3 separate regions of the Danio rerio genome follow, and all the other regions are linked to region 3. The links are chromatin contacts, called in public HiCAR-type maps. All regions are on one chromosome and are shown on one strand. The core of a region is the stretch at or near the end of the contact, and the rest is flanking DNA. Distances in the headings are between cores, read along the strand shown.

Region 1 (3,098 bases), core at 431-2,930, 180 kb before region 3:
GGAGTGGCTGGTATTTAAATGTGTCTGTCACATAGCATCACATTTGGTGCAGACATTCAAATTGCCTGTAACGTCACATGTTTTAAGGACACAGTGTTAGTATTATTCAGGATAAATAAGTCAAAATGCTCAGCCATATTGGCCAGCATAAAAATGACTGAGTGTAACTTTATAAAGGCCACATTTAAGAAGAATTTTTAAAAATACTGTAGGATCTTAAAGTGAAATTTGTATTTGTGCTTGTATATTTTTTCTTGTTGTATTTGCAATGCTGTGTGTGAGCCTCTGCCTAAAGACAATTTTCTAAGCCCCATTGGGGATCGGCACACAAAGTTGTCTTAAACAGCTATCAGCCAATCATCATATTCAGTGTTCATTTATTCATTCATTCATTTTGTTTTCGGCTTAGTTACTTTATTAATCAGGGGTTGCCTATGCGGATAAAATCACTAACTTATCCAGCATATGTTTTACTCAGCTTATACCCTTTCGGCTGCAATCCAACACTGGGAAACACCCATACACTCCCTTTCACTTACATTAACTTCAGACAGTTTAGCTTATTTAATTCACCTGTACCGCATGTTTATGGACTGCCAACTGACCCAGCTTGGGCTCGAACCAGCAACCTTCTTGATCTGAGGCAATCGTTCAACTCACTGTGCCACTGTGATGCCATATTCAGAGTAATTATGCAATAGTAGCATACATTTCTCAGTTCAAGTTAAATCATGGAAAAATTTATTGAATACATTGTTAGTTATAGTATTAAATGCATTATGATCAAAACATATAAAATGGCCTAATAAAGAAGTGCTGGGAGCAATGCAGCATTAGAGGATTTTTGTTTTTAAAGAATTACTCTAAGAAAGGAGCAGTAAACACTGCACATGTTTGTACAGTATGTGGTTTCTGCTTAGTTGTCGGAAGGATTCAACTGATAGAAACAGGTTTTGCTTAGCAAGAGCCAGTGAGTTTGCTGTGGTTGGTGCTATTTGTTAGGCGGTGTAGTGTGAATCAACTGTCACTGAATCATCATCACCTCCCCTTAAATAAACAGCCTGAAGCTGAACACATGTCCTCATAACCTTCTCCACACACACACACACACACACACACACACACACACACACACACACACACACACACACCTATATTATGTACAATATGCGTTTTATACTCTTTAATGTCATACAGTCTCTGTGTCATACATACGCTGGTCAGGGCCTTTCAGAGAGGCAAACGGTCAGTTGGTCAGCTCACACTACTATGAAATCCTAGTGAGGCAGAAAGCACAGATCAATAGCACTTACCTTACATCTTGTTTCTGGTCCCAAAGGGTGCCTGAAAGCAGTGGCCTTTGAAAACAATGCCAGAGAGAGGGAGAACAAAACCATTTCAATATTTTTTTTTCATGACTGAACAAAACATACAAATGATGCATACAGTGAGTGTGATACTTGAATAACATAAAAACTCTTTTCAATCAAAGCACTTTTTTTACAATTACATTAGACTTTTTTTTTGTCTCAGTTAAACATAATGTAAATGTTTTTGGAGTTGAATATACATGCTTAAAATCCACAGAACAAAACAAATGCAAATGACACTGCCTTAGGTAGTCCTCATTGTCTGTGTTATTTTTGTTTTCAGTTGGTGAGACATGGTAAACTCGCTTCTCTGGCTTTTATTTTCTCATAGCCACAAGGCAGATCAATGAACGTGTGCTAAGTGTTGTACTGACTAAGCTCCCTAAGCTTTGAAGAATTTAAAGGAACACTCCCCCTTTTTTGCAAACATTTTACAAGTCACTCACAGTTAAACAGTTTGATCATTTTTTTAATCTATTCAGCTGATCTCTTGGTTTAGCAGGAGCACTTGTAATTGAACTAGATTGGACCATTAGTGCCAAAAAGAATTTTAATAATGATCAATATTTAATATCAAGAAACTATGCTGCCATACCATAGCAATATCATTTTTTTTCAGTTGCAGTTACTGCAGCCTTTTGAGTATTACATCACTTGTGCTAGGAGTCTCTCTTAATTCACACAGTCTTTTGATGTTTTGCAAATGAAATGAAGTAAGGCTTGTGCTTTACTTTTACAGCAGTTTTTGTATTTTCCTGCTTATTTAGGGTGACACAGTGGTAGGTAGTCCTGTTGCCTCACAGCAAGAAGGTCGCTGGTTTGAGCCTCAGTGTAGAGTTTGCATGTTCTCCCTGCGTTCACGTGGGTTTCCTCTGGGTGCTCCTACAGTCCAAAGACATGCAGTACATGTGAATTGGGTAGGCTAAATTGTCCGTAGTGTATAAATATTTGTGTGGATGGATGTTTTCCAGAGATGGGTTGCGGCTGCAAAACAGGCTGGCATCAGCTTTTTAATACAAACCTGCATATAAAGAATGTGACTGAAATTTTTTTTAGGCTTGTTAATTAATGATTGCTTTAAAAAATGTAACTTTGGGCAAGTGCTATGTGGTTTTGCTGTAAGATTAAGAATTCACAGTGGAATACAAGCAGTGCTGGACATTAACTTCACCATTTCTACTTGATTTTACTGCATTTTTTATTTTGGAAAACCTTTACTTTACTACTTTCCAAAACAAAATAAATTGAACTTTTTACTCCTCAACATACAGTACGAACAACTGATTCATTCATTCTTGAATATGACATATTGCATCTTTCTTCAACAACTCTCAATTTGAATGATGTTTAGACAACTCAAAGACAAAAGATCCTGTTAGCAGAAGTTCTTGCAACTAATGCAAAACATTTGGATATACATATTTTATATAATTACTTTTAGCATTTAAATACATTTAAAAACAAAACATTTTTGTACACACAAACTCCCAACCCGTTAGTGGTTGACAATAATCAGTTGGTTTCTTTGCATGAGGGTGCAACTCTATCAGCTACCTTGCTCAGTAGTCAGGGCATTGGTCAGGGAGTCAGCCATTTTAAGGTCTGTTTCGATCGCGAAAGTGTCTCGGTGCACTGAAATGTTCACTCACTGAAATGTCTTTTGTACAATTAACCAATAAAATCAGTGAGCGAAGTGTACTATGTTTCCTTAACGGAAGTTCTAAAGCC
Region 2 (2,965 bases), core at 162-2,661, 160 kb before region 3:
TCTGAACAACTGGGGAAAAACAATTAATAATTATAACTCTTTGCAAATAATTGTAGCTATGAAAATTGCTTGTAAACGAGACTGAAGAGGTTTATTTATGTCCTGTAAATTTCTTACTGTGATTATGTCCTTACTTCAAATATTGAATATACTATATTCAAAAGTAAGAAAGAAGAAAGAAAGAAAGTGGCGCAGTGGCGCAGTAGGTAGTGCTGTCGCCTCACAGCAAGAAGGTCGCTGGGTCGCTGGCTCGAACCTCGGCTCAGTTGGCGTTTCTGTGTGGAGTTTGCATGTTCTCCCAGTATTCGCGTAAGTTTACGCTTCGGGTGCTCCGGTTTCCCCCACAGTCCAAAGACATGCGGTACAGGTAAATTGGGTAGGCTAAATTGTCCGTAGTGGATGAGTGTGTGTGTGTAGATGTTTCCTAGAGATGGGTTGCGGCTGGAAGGGCATCCGCTGCGTAAAAACGTGCTTGATAAGTTGGCGGTTCATTCTGCTGTGGCGACCCCGGATTAATAAAGGAAGAGAAATAAAAGAATGAATGAATGAAAAGAAAAGAAAAGAAAAAAGAAAAGAAAGAAATAGAAAAAAAAGAAAGAAAAAGGAAAAGAAAGAAAGATGAAAAGAAAAGGAAAGAAAGAAAAAACGAAAAGAAAGAAAGAAAAGAAGGAAAGAAAGTGACCGAGATATTTTTTTATTGTGAATTCCATTAAAAAAACACACATAACTAAATATTAAGTCATGTCAAATCTCAAAACTATAAAGTTGACATTGCACAGTTGCTCAATTATAAAAAATGCAACAATGATGAAATAAACTATGAATTGCTTCCTAATTTATTATGTTAGGCACATCTGCTTTGTTTTACTAAGGTTTATGTGATCAAGAGTCAGTGAGAAAAGAACAAAAAAAAAAAAAACAGTTGACTCTGACTGCCTTTTGCCTATGCTAATTGGTTTGTGACAGACCTCTGACTAATCAAAAACACTCAAAACCACAATGAAATATTTCTCAGTGAGACTCAGCATGAATGACACCACCCCAGGGAACTTGCTGAGTGGAAAACCCTCTGCGACAGCAGAGATGCAATAGCAATTTTAATACAATTTCTGCGGGTTGATATGTATGAATCTCTTCCAGCATTACTGTAGGGGACGGGCCTCGCGACCTTCTGTCTAAACGCTGCTGTACATGCATTGCGGTCATTGGCGTATTCATTTTATTTGTTTACTTTTCTCTTGTTACTAAAATTATCAGTAAGTCTCTCCTGGCGCTGGTGCCCTGTGAAGCATCATCGGCATTAGGAGTGACGTGAGCTGGCCGTGACTCTCTGTCCTGAGGGCCCTTCGGCTCCAGCCTGGCTAATGGGGACCAGCTGGGAGAGCAAGATTACGCACAGCACTAGTAGCTCTTTCTCTCCGTCAAACCCCTCTCTCTTCCTCTCTCTCTCTTTCCTCTTTCGTCATTCTCTGGCCTGGGACTGTACAGCTCTAACTTCATTCAGGTCACAGACTTCAGCACCTGCTCTTTCACAGACACTGACTTTCACAGACACTGCAAATTAATTTAAATTGATACTTTTTTGTGTTTTTTACAAAGCATGTTTTCGTACAATCTGCTTTTGTTTCATAGTGGAAGCTGGAGATTGAGCTTCATACATGTATTAAATGGTCTTGACTATTATGTCAAAATACTGTTAAAGGGTCACTGTAATTAATTAATTAGCAATAAGAGTCACATTTTATTTTGATGGTCTGTTTGTTGAATTTAAGTTACATTGCATCTATATGCCAACTAATTCTTGTTAGATTATAAGTAGACTGTTAGGTTGGGGTTAGGGTTGGGCTTGGGGTTAGTGTAAGTTCACATGTACTCGCAGTTTCTCATAGTCAGTTGAATATCTGTTGAAGGAGCAGTATCAACAGATATTAAGCAGACAGTCATACTCAAATGGACCATCAAAACAAAGTGTTACCGCACTAAGGTCATTTAAAATCAGAGTAGGTTATTTTTGTTTATTGTGCATCCCAATAGCAACACATGTAATATGTTTATGTTTTTATTAAGGCTTGTGATGTGATATCAGATTTTCTTGCTGCTTTTGTCACAATATGCGGCATTATCATGAAGTATGATAATCATGAAGAGTACTTTAGGAGGTACAACAACCAAAAAATTAATGAGTGAATTGCTTTATTGTACATACTGTACATTTTTAGTGTTTTTCTTTCTTTCTTTTTTGTCCTGCGACACCGGATTAATAAAGGGACTAAGCTGACAAGAAAATAAATGAATGAATGAGATGCGCGGCGAGCTCTCTGAAGAAAGTGAAACCCATCGCACTTTTAGATGGGCTTGTAAAACAACAACAGGACACAGCAGACTTTGTTGTTGACTTTGAGGCTGTTCATAAAGATGACGACAAGGTTTGTTTGCACTTGGGTCAACCATGGCTTGTTATTATTAGTATGCATATATTATTACAGTGTATATATTATTACGGTGTAATGTCTTGGCTGTGTTTTTAAAAATGGCGCTTTTCTTTGTTTTCATTCTCCTGCTTCTGTGAATGACTTATCTCTGTAAACCAATAGCATTCAGCTGTGCGTCTAGCTCTGCCTTTTGGTACCCTTTTTTGTGCTAGATACCCTTTGCAAAGGTATGGTACGGTTCGCTTTTAGGTACTTTTTGACAGTGGAAACGGCCATAAAAGCGTACCGAACCGTACCGTACCACTACGCCATACGCCATAACTGACACACAAAAACGATTTCTCTCACCTGTGAGGGCAGGTGATCTAAAAAAGGAGACCATATATTTTGAAAACTCTGTATGTTATCATTAAGCACAGCTGCAAGCCTCGCATGGGGCAGAACTGCAAAAATCACTTTCAAAATTACAGTGCAAAAAACTCTGTGTCACAGAGTGGAGGGAGGAGGGGGGGGGGGGGGTGTTTTTTATCCAT
Region 3 (3,329 bases), core at 800-3,299:
TTAGCATTAAGCAGCAGATGTCATAATGCCACTTGTCAGTGCTTTCCTTTTTTTTTATTTTTTCTGCGTGGGCAGCATAAAAGTGTGCTCACTCAATTGGCTAGTTATAAAGCCCCGGTTAAATCACACGATTTTGGCACGATTACCTTGATGTCGTGGGGAGTTGTAAATGACAAATGGGCATCACGATTGGGCATCGATACCATGTCTGTGATAACTTCATTGCAGAAAGTTTAGCATATTTGATTTTCTGAAGCATAGCGGACTGGTTTTGAAGATATTGTTCATTATTTTTGCTTGCATATATGTATATGTATTTTATATTGCAGCCTCTTGCAATTAACTAATCACAACATTTAAAATTGCAAGTTTGATTAATCGCACAGCCCTACTATTATGCCTACTTATGTTTAGGACAGAGGCATCAGAATTTTGCCAACTGTAACAAATAATAACACTTTTCGGGGTTTCTGATAGGCCAGCATTATTTTACAGTTATACGTATATCGCCACCTGTTGATTTGGCATGCTCTTGAATGGCGCTTAATAGGGTGTTTTCACAGATTTTTTTAAAACCATGCTTGTGTGGGTGAGATTTGTTTTAAAAAGGAGGAAAAACTGTTTACAAAACACTCGTGTATGTGTGGACATGGCCTCGGTTTGATTGCTGTATAAATGCTATTGTTGAATGCATTTGAAATGGCTACAAAAGTCCACCAGCTCTCCAACTCTCAATGTACTGTAGAAGGTGTACCAAAACAGAACAAAGTATTCGTATTTTGCTGCATTGTATTAATATGGATCACAGAAGCGTTGTATTTGCCATCCATATCCTTTTCCCTAGCTGAAATGAGAACTCATGTGGTCAAGAGTTTATAAATATATACACCAGGTGAAACAAAAGTGGGTCCTGGTTGACTATTTATCATCGGATCTCTGATAATTGTATGTTAATAACAGGAAGAAGCAGGGAACTTGATTAAGTGTGTTTAATTGAACTAAACTCTGGAGGGAGGTGCCTTAAATATCAAATTAGAAATTGCACGTCATAGGAGGCGGAGTTCCACAACACACCCATCGATTTTGTAATCGTCATGAACCAATAGATGTCTATTATCCAATTCGAATTGCACAAAATGTATGCTTTGGTGAGCTGTTTCAAACTGTTGAGCAAACTCAAAAGATCTTTGTTTCAGACAGATTTTGTTTGAAATGACATCATTTCATTTTCAATTTCATTTGAAGTATACCAGGGCCTTTACAGGAACAGGATTACCAGTACGGTGAAAATAAGTAAATAAATGAACACAAGTTACAACTTGTTTACACCATATTATGGATGATAATACTAAATTGGATACACTAAAATGCAAGCCGATGAGCATTCTTAAGTAGAAATGTTGCTTAGGATGTTTTACACCTCCAGTCTTGCAGTTTTTTTTGATAACCGCAAGCTACTTTCAGTATACTTCTTACAGACTTCCTCTTTTTTTTTTGTCTGCGTTTGTTTTGTGATGAGTCTGAACAGATCTCTACAGTAAGCGCAGGGATTTTATCAGATCCCAGATGTTTTTCTTTCACTCATCCAATCATTAAACACTGTTTAATGTATAGCATACCCAATAAAACAAACTAGAGGCGTAACTGTGTTTACTTCATTAACAACAGTCTTTTTCCTAAATGTATGTGAGTTAACATGAGAGTGAGGGTTTTACATGCGAAAGCTCTTTTAAATAGGTACGCTTTTAGTGTCACACTATCCTTACTCACCAGAATGTGAGATAGCGCCCTCTGAAGGTTATGGACTCATGTTTATTTTCTAATTTTGCATGGCTGTACTAAACCACATAGCGTAGGTATGAATAGAAAGCAACTAAGTGAGCACTTCCTGTGTAAGCTGTAGCTCCAAGGCAGTCACACAACAGACCACATGCGCACACAAGCAACCGTCAGTTACATATCGTTCAATCTTGTCACGACCTCAGCTCAGGGAGAAAGCTTACTGCTCTGATTTGCCTATCCACCCTAGTCAAACACAGCCCTGGCTCTGCATATGCAAATGCTCTGGCATGCTGGGTAATGTGCAGGACGGGCGGTGACGGGCGTCCCCGGCTCACAGCTGTTATCTGATGTTATCTTTGACACCAGATCGGCCTCGACATGTTGCAGCATTCAGCGTCCACGACCTGGAAACCAGACCTTTCAACTGTCAGCACCTTCGTATCAGACTCCGCAGCGCTGTGTGCCACCAAAACATGCAAGAGAAATTGTGTTCCCAATGGCAAATTGGATAGGCTTTCAATTAAAATAGACAGAAGCCTATAGCTTAATAAAATACAATTAGACCATATTTAACTTTACAGTTTGATAGAATATTACACTAGAAATAATGTGGAGTGGGACTTGATTGAGTCATGCATGTCAGGCCGTGAGTTTATTTTGTTAATATTTCTGTTTTTCTTTAGCCATGCCACCTTCATTACTTCTGCAGAAAGGAAAAGTCATTTCAGAGGCTGATAAAGGATATATTGCGTCTTTATAAAGGATTACTTAACATTTAATGGGGCTGGCCGAATTAAGCAAAATGAAAGTCAACATGTTTTACATGGTTTATTTATGTATTTTTCTATGATGCACTTCACTTATCGTAATGTGTATGTATTCGCACATGGAGGACTCTGTTACTTTTTTCCTTCACGAATCAGACATGTTGTTTCAGCCAAACTGGGTTTTAAAGTGGATTTAAAATGCAAAGTCTAAAAAAGTTCAATAATTAAATAACCCTTAATTTTGATAATAGATCAATCTAAAAGTCAAAAAACAAGTAAGGACTCAGAAAGCTTCACCAGATGACTTAAGATCTCTATTTGGAAAGAATTTATAATTTTAGATAAATTGGAATAATTCTGCAATGGTAATGCATAAATCTTTAACATTTTTGGGATCCATACATTTTTCTTGTTGTCTGTGCTATTTGCAGTGCATTTCTTTATTTGCATGTGTTGTTGCACGTGTTTAGAGATTTATGAAGTAATGTTTACTCTATGCACCTCATAAAATCCATCTATAAACTTTTTAGATGTCCCCCAACACATTTTCATTGAAATCTGTGCTATTTGCTGTGCATTTCTGTATTTGCATGTGTTGTGAGTATTTTCATGCATAACAATCTATAAATACAATCTATAAATTAATACATATGAAATAAAGTGTTTTATCATTTCCCTAACAGTATTTAAGTAAACTAACTGATAAAAATCAAAAAAATTCAACATAATTAAAAACAGTAATTTTCTTTAATACCTGACAGCTTTTAAAATCATTATACA

What was found. HiCAR-type assays count read pairs that join an accessible place to other places.
Region 1: a contact with region 3 is called in a HiCAR-type map of caudal fin, with 16 times the contacts expected there. The contact joins two enhancer-like sites. A contact is called at or near these places in 2 of 18 Hi-C or Micro-C datasets (caudal fin and an unstated tissue) and 2 of 4 datasets of contacts at active chromatin or transcription factors (caudal fin and embryo).
Region 2: a contact with region 3 is called in a HiCAR-type map of caudal fin, with 4 times the contacts expected there. The contact joins two enhancer-like sites. A contact is called at or near these places in 2 of 4 datasets of contacts at active chromatin or transcription factors (caudal fin and embryo).

Annotation. Positions count from the first base shown.
Region 1 is chr18:31,800,636-31,803,733 of GRCz12tu, forward strand. The region is part of intron 1 of gse1b (Gse1 coiled-coil protein b); the gene reads left to right. Among named protein-coding and RNA genes, the nearest start is that of gse1b, 90 kb to the left of the region's middle. Within about 2 kb of position 1,681, at least 7 of the 62 cell types and tissues checked have an H3K27ac peak or open chromatin away from gene starts, as enhancers often do. A contact at or near this core is called in caudal fin, where this site is marked.
Region 2 is chr18:31,824,985-31,827,949 of GRCz12tu, forward strand. The region is part of intron 2 of gse1b (Gse1 coiled-coil protein b); the gene reads left to right. Among named protein-coding and RNA genes, the nearest start is that of gse1b, 110 kb to the left of the region's middle. Within about 2 kb of position 1,412, at least 29 of the 62 cell types and tissues checked have an H3K27ac peak or open chromatin away from gene starts, as enhancers often do. A contact at or near this core is called in caudal fin, where this site is marked.
Region 3 is chr18:31,980,297-31,983,625 of GRCz12tu, forward strand. All of the region lies in intron 2 of gse1b (Gse1 coiled-coil protein b), which reads left to right. Among named protein-coding and RNA genes, the nearest start is that of gins2, 73 kb to the right of the region's middle. Within about 2 kb of position 2,050, at least 31 of the 62 cell types and tissues checked have an H3K27ac peak or open chromatin away from gene starts, as enhancers often do. A contact at or near this core is called in caudal fin, where this site is marked.